Linked DNA regions of Mus musculus: region 2 is linked to region 1. Evidence: chromatin contacts called from public promoter capture Hi-C data. All regions are on one chromosome and are shown on one strand. The core of a region is the stretch at or near the end of the contact, and the rest is flanking DNA. Distances in the headings are between cores, read along the strand shown. Region 1 holds the start of Rspo1 (R-spondin 1). Region 2 has its middle 47 kb from the start of 2610028E06Rik.

The links. Promoter capture Hi-C pulls out the DNA fragments that hold promoters and counts their contacts.
Region 2: a promoter capture Hi-C map of liver shows a contact between it and region 1, with 5 times the contacts expected there. The contact joins the enhancer-like site here to the promoter of Rspo1 in region 1. A contact is called at or near these places in 6 of 39 promoter capture datasets (3T3-L1-derived adipocytes, the C10 cell line, embryonic stem cells and 2 more) and 1 of 484 Hi-C or Micro-C datasets (bone marrow-derived macrophages).

What each region holds. Positions count from the first base shown.
Region 1 is chr4:124,983,936-124,988,800 of GRCm38.p6, forward strand. Rspo1 (R-spondin 1) reads left to right here and starts at 2,495. Exons shown (of 6, transcript NM_138683.2): 1 at 2,495-2,736. Gm12930 (a long non-coding RNA gene) reads right to left here and starts at 3,272. Exons shown (of 3, transcript XR_003955275.1): 1 at 2,999-3,272.
Region 2 is chr4:125,967,276-125,972,140 of GRCm38.p6, forward strand. No RefSeq gene overlaps it. Among named protein-coding and RNA genes, the nearest start is that of 2610028E06Rik, 47 kb to the left of the region's middle. Within about 2 kb of position 2,801, at least 1 of the 459 cell types and tissues checked has an H3K27ac peak or open chromatin away from gene starts, as enhancers often do.

The DNA.
Region 1 (4,865 bases), core at 1,245-3,744:
TTTTCCAGCTTCTGCCTGCAAAGGTGGAGACTCTGGGGAGAGGTATTTATGAAGGCACAGAGCCTCTAGGGGGCGCCACGGTGGCTTTTGGCAAGGGAGCTATGGGACCGACAGGGTTACTGAGGCTTCTGCACCATTCTTACAAGGCTTCTTGACAGGAGAGATAAGAAACCATCCTGTCCCTAGGCTGTCTTGAGTCGGTGCAGGTGCTGAGGTAGTTAGTCCCTGCTAGGAAGGAAGTGACATGCATGAAGTGTGGGGACATTTGCTAATGTGCAGCAGCTCCACAGACTTGGTTTGCTGATGAAATAATGACTTGGGTTTGGAGAAGGAGTCATAGGATCTGAGCATCACCTGACTAAGCCTGCAGAACCACAGAGGCATGGACCATTCTGGCTGCCATGACAACCCGGGCCATTAAATAGCCACCGAGTCTGTCTGTGGTGCTGAGATCAGCAGGGTGAGTAAGATACAAGTCCTGTCTGTTTGGAGCCCAGACACAGCCAACGGCAGGCAGCCACAGGTCTGGCTGACATTCTGAAGCTGAGACGTGTAGGGGAAGAAGCTGCGTCTAGAAGAAGCCACAGGTGTCCATGTCGAAGCAGCAGAACCGTATCAGGGAAACTCTAAATCCTTTTATAGGCCGCTTGCTTTATAGGCTGCGAATCTCTGAGCCGTTTACCTGACATCTCAGTGGCTCTGCATTCACAAGGATGTGCAAGGGTCAGAAGGAGGCAGCAAGATGGCTCAGCGGGCAAAGGGGCTTGCTGCCAAGACTGAGCACCTGAGTTCCATCCTCAGGAACCGTATGGTATCTGGCCTCCACCAGCCTGTGGGCACCCCTCCACACACTAAATAAATAAATAAATAAATAAACGTAAAAGAGAGGGGAAGGGGGAGGAAAAAGGAAAGAGAAAAATCTGTGGTTGGGAAAATTAGGCCATAGATTATACATTTGCAAATCAGTGTCCGGAATATATTAAATGCACAGGAAAAATCTCTTCCCTATGCCTCCATTGGGTCACATGCTCTAACCCCCATCTCCTCCCACCCAGGGGCCTTCCTCCCTTTCTCACCCATCCCTGAACAACACAACCAGACTGCTCAACTCCCACAGACTTCCTCAGGCGAGAAACCTGAGCCCATGCCCAACACTGACAGCTTCGCCTTCTAGGGGCCAATGCTGAGTCTCTCTCTCTCTCTCTCTCTCTCTCTCTCTCTCTCTCTCTCTCTCTCTCTCTCTCTCTCTCCCTCTCCCTCTCTCTCTGCAACAAAATAAAGCCAAACAAAAGCCCGACGCCTGGCGTGGCTGGTCAGGGAGTTATGCAAGTGTGTAAAAAAATAAAATAAAATAAACATTGCGTTTTCGGCATTTAAGGCTGTTTGATTAGGTGCAGAGCGTTAGCCAAGGGCTGATCGGACACAGGAGGCTGGGGCAGCGTGAGAGGGAAGGGCCTCTGGGAGGGGCTCCAGGGTCCCGGACCAGCTTCTATGAACTTGGGGAGGCTTCTGAGCATGAGCCCAGACTCTGGGCATTTGGGGAGCCTCCACTTCCTCAGGCTAGACACCCTGCTGCTCCTCCCTGGTCATTTGACCATCGGGACACCCTAGGGGCCACTCGATCCTTGGCATCACCACCATCTCCCATCACTCCCAGCGACCCCGTGCCCTTGGCTCGACTGTCAGGGCTCCCTCCTCCACTAAGGAGATTCCACAGCCTGTCTTCATTACTCGCCCCCACCCCCCTAGCCAGCCCATCCTCTCCGCTGGAACTGGGCAGACTGCAGTTTGAGGTTCTCTCCATCCAGTCTAAAGAGAGGGTGGAACTCAGCTGTTTGCCACCCTCAGGCAGGCGTGTGGCTCCCTCCTTCCCTGCAGGTTTAATTCAACCTCTCCTAGGTCGTTGCAGGTGTCTGGAACCCTCCCTTTCCTACTTTGTTATCTCACAAACATTTTTCGAGTTCCTGTCCGGAATTGGGCATCGTTCATTTCACGAAACCCTCAAAACAGATGAAAACCGGGAGGCTCAGAGAAGTTAAGTAACTTACTCCTGGCCACACAGGCGACGGATGAGGGAGCAGGGAGTGGACTGGGGGGTGTATTGTAGGATGGCCCACACTGATTCCAGTGCGAGGAGGTGATAAAAAACTTTCCTTCCCCGGGTCTTCGAAACTGGTCAGATGCTCTGAAGGTTTGATCCTGAAGGAAAGAAGGGTGTGGCTGGGCCATTACAGCCATTCTGTACCTGCCCCCCTTTCCAAGATTCTGATGGAGGGCATGGGCCTTAGCAAGCATCCTGGGTCCCTGCTCCTAACCCAAGAAAAGCGGGTGCGGGTCGGAGAAAGGGAACGTGAGCTCGCAGCGTTCGCCATACAGCAGACGGCGCGTCCCTAGTCCTGGTGTGCGGGAGGGGGCTACGGAGTCCCGGGCCCGGCGCTCCAGTCCGTTTTTTCTTACGGATCGGGCAGGGGGGCCGGCCGGGGGTGGCGCCGGGGGATTCCCTCCCTCGTGCGAGCCGGGGACCGGCCCCTCTCCGGGCGCGGGGCGCAGAGCCCGGGCGGCGCACTGCGGGGCCCGCGCGGGCCGCCCCAGCACCAATGCACCGGGCGGGGCGCTGGCGGCCGAGAAGGCATTGAGCAACTGGGCGGCGGGCGGAGCGCGGGGCCGACGGCAACGCGGGACCCAGTGGCCGCGCCCTCGCCCCTCCGGGCTGCCCCGCCACGGCCGCTGCGCCAGGTGAGTCCCGCGGCCCGCGCCGTCCGCCTTGGGGTCCTGGGTCCACGTCCGGGCGCAGTCAGAGCTGGGGAGGCAGCGCAGAGCCCGACCCCATCCCGTCGTCCCTCCGCACATCAGCCCGGGGCACCCCGCCCCGAGTCCCCAGCCGCGACCTTCCCGCCCCAGCCGTGCCCCCACGCATCCCAACGGCAACCCAGCTGTGACCCAACCCTGACCCACGCGACCCAGCCCCGCCTCAAGTCCCCAGCCCCAATCCACTCACCCAGCCTTGCCCATGCATCCCAGCTGCAACTCAGCTGCGACTCAGCCCCATCTGGAATCCCTAACCCCGACCCACGCGACCCACACACCCTAGAGCAGCGACCCAGCCCCGACCCACGCACCCTAGCTGCGACCCGGCTCCGACCCACGCGACCGGGTCTGGTTCGCGTAAACCCGGTCCCTCCTCCCAGCCTGACGCAGTAGAAGGCCGATGCGCTGCACCATGGCCTGGAGGGGAGAGGTGTGCTGCGGGCACCCAGGGACGTCAGGGTGGACAGGGCACAGGAGACCCGATCCTGCGTATTTGCAGTGCTCATGGGGATGCTGGGGGCATGGAGGTGGGGGCAGTGGATCCGCTCCCCTGGCACCTGTCAGGGCCTCACAGAGAGGGAGGGAGAAGGAGAGAGAGAGAGAGAGAGAGAGAGAGAGAGAGAGAGAGAGAGAGAGAGAGAGAGAGAGAGAGAGAGAGAGAGAGAGAGAATATATATATATTAGAATGAATGGATAGTGAGCGGTGCAGGCACACAGAGCAGAGCTTCTCTCCGCGTTCTGGGTTTGGGGGGCAGCGGGGTGGCCACAGTCTCCGATCCTGACATGGCTCTGCAGTGCCCACGGGTTCCACAGGCAGGCACTCAGTGCCACCCCTGCCCCCGAAATACTTCGGCTCCTTTTGGCATCTAATTCCTAGGCCGGTTGCCAATCCTAGGGATGAGAGTGTTGGCTAATGAGAAGCTGTCGAAGTGGTTTACATTTGGGGGGTCTGTATCTGACATCTGACGGAATACCAATTCATCTTAATGTTGTGGCAGGCAAGGAGGTGAAAGTTCTTCCAGCCCCCCCCCTGCTCAGGCGGAGTTTCCGCCCTCAGCTCCACCCGCAGCCAGCGGAACCCCTTCCTCAGTGTGGGTCCACCCTGTAGGTTCTCCCCTCCCTGACCCATGTGACCTCAGTTTGTGATCTCTGGCCATCTCAGTCTCCGGCGCCCAGATTCTTCACCGTGTGCTGGCCCATTCCCAGAGCCGTGATGATCCAACCTCCCTAACTCTCTGCAAAAGCCAGTCTCCAGGACACCCAGGCACCTAGTTCCCAAATTAGTTTTAAAATTCTCTGTCCTTAACTCCACAGGGTCGCGTTTCCCTGTAATCCTTTCTCCTTCATTTGTGATGGAATAAATGAAGGTCTAGCCCCTGCAGGTGGGAGGAGGTGCAGAGTAAGTGGGGGGAATCTGCCCCAGCCAGCAAAGTTGTTCTCACCCCACCAGTGCCTGGGGCTTTGAACGATGCTTGCTCATTGCTCTTTCCCACAGGGTGGTGTAATGAGCCCTCCCAAGTGAACTTGTGAGCTATAGCAATTCAACACCCAAAGTATATCGAAAATTATGGTAGAAACAAGCAAGGGTATTTAAAAGTCCACCCTCTGCTCCTGGCTCCTCTCCCTGTCCTCCCGAGTGTCAGTGTCCCCGTGAATGCCCAGGTGGGACCCAGAGTAGCTGGAGGCAAAGGGAACCTGAGAGACAGGACTCTGTGGCCCTCGGGAGCTTGGTACCACAGTCTAAGGACCTGCCCTGTGTTTAACAGTCCCTCCAGCAAATTGCCGAATATCCTGGCCATACTGGGCCGTTGTTTCCGGTCTGAGTCTGCCTTCAGCTGTAGCAAATGCATCTTCACTGCTCAGCTCTTTACCCACACTGCACTGCTCCTGTCTGTTGCTTGTACTCCCTGGTGTGGATGAACTATTAGCTCATTTGCTCGGTTTGAGATAAAGATACACAGCGCCCGAAAGTGTTTGAGATTCTTTCCACTCCAGGGGGAAGTCAGTGAGCGCCCCCCTGGACCAATGAAACTCACATCTGTCCCTCCTCTCCATGC
Region 2 (4,865 bases), core at 1,551-4,050, 980 kb after region 1:
TTAATCTTTCCCAACCTTTGACTAGCTAAGCATTCAAATCTATGAGCCTATGGTGGCCAGTCTCATTCAAACCACCACGCATGCGCATGCTTGAGGTCAGAGGACAACTCTGAGGAGTCAGTTCTCTCCTTCCACCTTGGATGGCAGAATCTCTCTATTCTGCCCTTCACACTCCCGGCCGGCTAGCCGGCCCACCAGCTTCCAGGCCATTTTTCCTGCTCTCGCCTCCCATCTTACATTCTGCTCTTAAGGAGGAACTCAAGTTCAGTTCCCAGTATCCACATCAGGCAGCTCATGACTGCCTAGAACTCTGGTTCCAGGGAATCTGCTGCCTTCTGGATCGCACAGGGCCCAGCACTCACGAGCACAGACCCATACACAAACACACATACACACAGACATAATTAAAAAATAACTTTCAAAAAGAGCACTGGGGTTATAGAGTACTACATCCAACTTTACATGTGGATTCCAGGGACTCAAACCCAGGTCAGTAGAGGAAGCAGGAAGCACCTTTACCCACTGAGCCAATCCCCTGCCAAGAGTCCACAGACACTCAAGAAGAGTATCTATTTAGCCAGCTGAATCTGAGGTAACAACAACCTTCTCAAAAGATAACTCCAGAATCAGATGGCTTCCCTGGGGACTTTTAGCAAACACATAAGCAAAGTGTGCGATTGTGAAATCTATATTAGATTAGGCCTCGGATCCCATTTTCTGGCCCACGGTTCCTAAAGCATTTTGAACCTCTGGAATAACAAGTCTTTTTGTGTACTGTCTTAGTTCATTGGGATGGCTATAACAAAATACCTTAGACTGGGTAATTTATACATGAAAGAATTATATTTTGTGAAATTCTGGAGGCAGGCAGATTGGATGTCTGGAAGGGCTCCAGGGATGGTGGCTCGTGGCTATGCATCTTCATGTGACTGGAGGAACAGAAGGGACCAGGCAGCGCTGTCTGCTTCCTGTATACGGGTACTAACCTCAGGGGTGAGGGCAGAGCCCTCATGCTTATCACTGCCCTGGATGCCCCGCCTTTTAATACCATGTCTTAAGCTGTAGATCTCAACAGATGAACTGGAGTGGGGGTGGGGATCCCAGCATTTGGGCCATAACATATGCTGAGACGGCTGGCAGCTGATGACCCTACATAACTTCAGGAAGGAGGAAAGGCTGGCCTCTCTCCCCCACAGGAAAAAAAAACAAGATATGGCCTTCATCCTTGTCTCCCCAGAAAAAAATAGAGGGACTGAAAGTAAGAATTCAGTACAGAATGTCCAGCGATTTCCACAGTCACACCAGGGTAAGGGAGATTCCATTAAAACCTGAAGGGCAGGGTCTTGGGTGTTCTGGATTGCTGAACTCAGGGCAATGTCTGGAGGGGGACACTCCTAGGGAGGGTATGAAAGTCCCATGCTCCTTCCCCACAGTCATACCTGTCCCGACCTATCTGACTGTGTAACATACCTGAACAACTCAATAGCCACGAATCACGTTTCCCTGAGTTCTGTGATCCACATTCGCAAATTAATTAAACTGGAGGAAGGAATTTTGGTACACACAGCCAGCAAAGTTGGATCCAGAGGCCATAACCTAGGGTGCCAACCCAAAGGCTGGGCTGTCCTTTATGCACCCCTGTTCCTACTCTCAGGGACTTCTACCTCACCAGATCCTCCTAGGTCACTGCCATCCTGGATAGCCTTGTGGGTCACCTTGTGATCCTAGAGGTCTCTAGTTCTCACTTGCTTTTGTTCTAATGGGACAGTGTTCCATGGCAGGGCCACCAGGCCCTGGCAGCTGCAGACTCAATGACTACAAGTCTGAGCACGAAACCAGAAGTCAGTCTTCCAGGTCCCAGGGACCTCTAGGAGTCCCATGGGGATAAACTGGGGATAGGGATGCCCCCAAGGGATGTTAGTGGAGTGGTTAGAAGTCTATCTGAGGACACTACTCTGAACCTAGGCTTCCTCCTTCACAAGATGTAAGATGCTAAGTAAGTCACTTCACCTAAGACGTTTTAAAAAAAAAACAGGGTCTCACATTATAGCTAAGGATGGCTTTGAACTTCTGTTCTCCTGTCTCTGCCTCCCATGTGCTTAGATTACAGTTCTGCACCATCATCCCAAGTTTCCATGGTGCTAGAGATCAAACCCAGGGCTTCAGACTCTGTGCTTATAGGCACTCTACCAACTGAGCCGTATCCTCAGCCTCACTTTACCCCCCCACCCCTGCCAGCCTCAGTTTCTTACTCTGTGCGATAGTGTTTAATTCAGAGAATCGCCCTGGGATTGAATGACAGGAAGATGCTTCACCTAACACCTGGCCACAGTGAGCACGGTCCACAGGGGCCCCACCTCATCTATGAACTGAGCCAAGAGGAACCTAGGAATTCTCTGAGCCAGGCAGAACTGGACACTTGAGATCCAGGGCAAAACAGTCATCTCTCCAGCCTCTGCTCGGGTAAGGGCTTCCGCCTAAAACCTCTCTGCTGTCTGCTAACACCTCACTGATGCTTTGATTGCGCTGAGAGCTCCAGCCCAGCTGTTGAGCCTCTCTACCAGCTGGGGCTTAGCTCAGTTCCTCCAAGCTAAGAAATAAGCAAGGACCCGGGGGGGGGGGGGTGTGGAGCGGAGCCCGCCTTTATCTTCCTCCAGAGATGTATATAATTCAGCAGCAAAGAATGCTCAGCTCCCCCCCCCTCGCCCTCAGGCGGGTCACATGACCTCCTCCTAGTGACTTAAGGTGGGTCACCTGGCCTCTAGGCCTCAGTTTGAGGGTTTACAAAGCCAGGTCAGAAATGGTCATTTCTGCTACTTAGTTAATGGACATAAGGTGGGTGTGTTGCTCTCTGGTACGATAAGACATCAAAGTGTTTGCTCTTCTTATTCTCGTTGTTTCCATTTCCCCCAGTACATGGCCAAGTACACAGAAGGTCTCGGAACATATTTATTGAATGAGCAAATATACGGGCGGGTTCATTAATGAACACACCAGCCTTTAATGTGCCTAGTTCACTGGTCACAATGGCTTTGGGTTTGGTGTACCTGGTGGGTGCCAGGTGCACTGTGACATGTGATCTAACTTAGCAGGTTCACTTGTCCAAGATGGCAGCCATTTCTTTCCCTCCCGTTTCATTTTTAATTGTACACATCATATAAAAAAAAAAAGTCACTGAAGAAAAAAAATCAGTAGGAGGAGGCAAAATAAAAAACAATCGATGTAAAAATCACCTATAATTCCACACTCTGAAATTACCATTGTTAAGCATTTGCTGACAGTCAGCCAGACTGTCTTCATGCAAATTTTTTAACAAAGATGGGCTCACATTATGCATACATTGCACCGCAATGGAGTGTGACTCTCTCCATGTCAATAAATATGTATCACAGGCGGCGGCGACTATTCCATTGTAGAGCAGAATCACAATTTATTTAACCAATTTGCTGTTGGGGGCTATTTAGGCTGATCCAATTTCTCACCATTTTCTGTGATGAATATCCTCCTTATCCAGACAACTTCTTGAACTTGTCCAATTATTTCCCTAGGATAAATCTCTAGAAGTGGAATTTCTGAGTCAAAGACAATACACTTATTTAGGGCTTCTCATCTATGCATATGGCCATGTCGTCTCCCGGGATGGCTGTACCAATTTATACTCCCACTCTTGGCACAGGCGATGTGGACCACAAATACGGAAGGTATGGGAAATACATCAGGAAGATGACATTCATCAGGAAAGGCTAGGCCATGCCACAGTAACAAATTAACCCCCAAATCTCAGTGGCATAACACAGAGAAAATTTATGTCTGGTCCAAGTGGCAGATTCAGTCTGGCTCAGGAGAGTCCCTGCCTCGAAGAGTGAACTGAAGGACACAAGCTTCGGAGAGACCGGCCCAAGGACCCAAGGACGGCTGTCTTTTACAGAGCCTGGGAACCAAGGCTTCCCCAGAAGGATTTAAGGGGTTAGCACCCTGGATTTTTGTGTTTTTTGTTTTTTGTTTTTTGTTTTGTGTGTGTGTGTGTGTGTGTGTGTGTGTGTGTGTGTGTGTGTGCAGACCAGAGATGTCTTCCTAAATCATTGTACACTTTATTTATTTATTTATTTTTTTATAGATGAGGTCTTACTGTGCAGCCCTGGCTCGCCTAGCACTTGCTATGTAGACCAAGCTGGCCTTGAACCTGCCTCTGCCTCTAGGTTAAAAGTGTGTGCCATCATGATCAGTCACTTTATTTTTTTGAGATGAGATTGTTCTTTGGACCTAGAGCTTCCTGAGTCAGCTAGACTCTCTGTTCAGCAAGCTCCAGGGGTCCCCCTGCCTCTGTCCCCACAGTGCAGGGACCACAAGCACATATGTCCTCACCCACCTTTTTACATGGATTCTGGGGATTTAAACACCCAGGTCCTGGTGTTTATGTGGCAAGCTTTCTACTGATGAAGCCGTCTCCCTGGGCCACTGGCAGGTTCACGTTCAATGACTTGGTATAGAAGCAGTATTTCCTTGGCTGGAATGGTCAAGTAGCCTTTCTAGCTGCACATGAGATGGGTGGTGTGACCTTCCACATGTCCAGGGAGAAAGGAGACATCTGATACGAGTACACAGCAATGATGTCTGCTACAAATAGAAAGCATTAGAAAGCACAGAGAGTTGTCTTTGGGCAAGAGAAATGGGAACTGAACCCTGTTGAATGTGTGCCCGATTTCCCCCATCACTCACTCTGATTTTGTGAGAAAGAGTTATTTTGCCTCCACATACTGAAGATAGTCAGGGAGGCCAGACCATGGATGGGGAGGTAGACTAGAGACAGCTCTTCTCTGACGCACAAGGAAGCTCATCTCCATTGCTTACCTTGAGCCACAGGA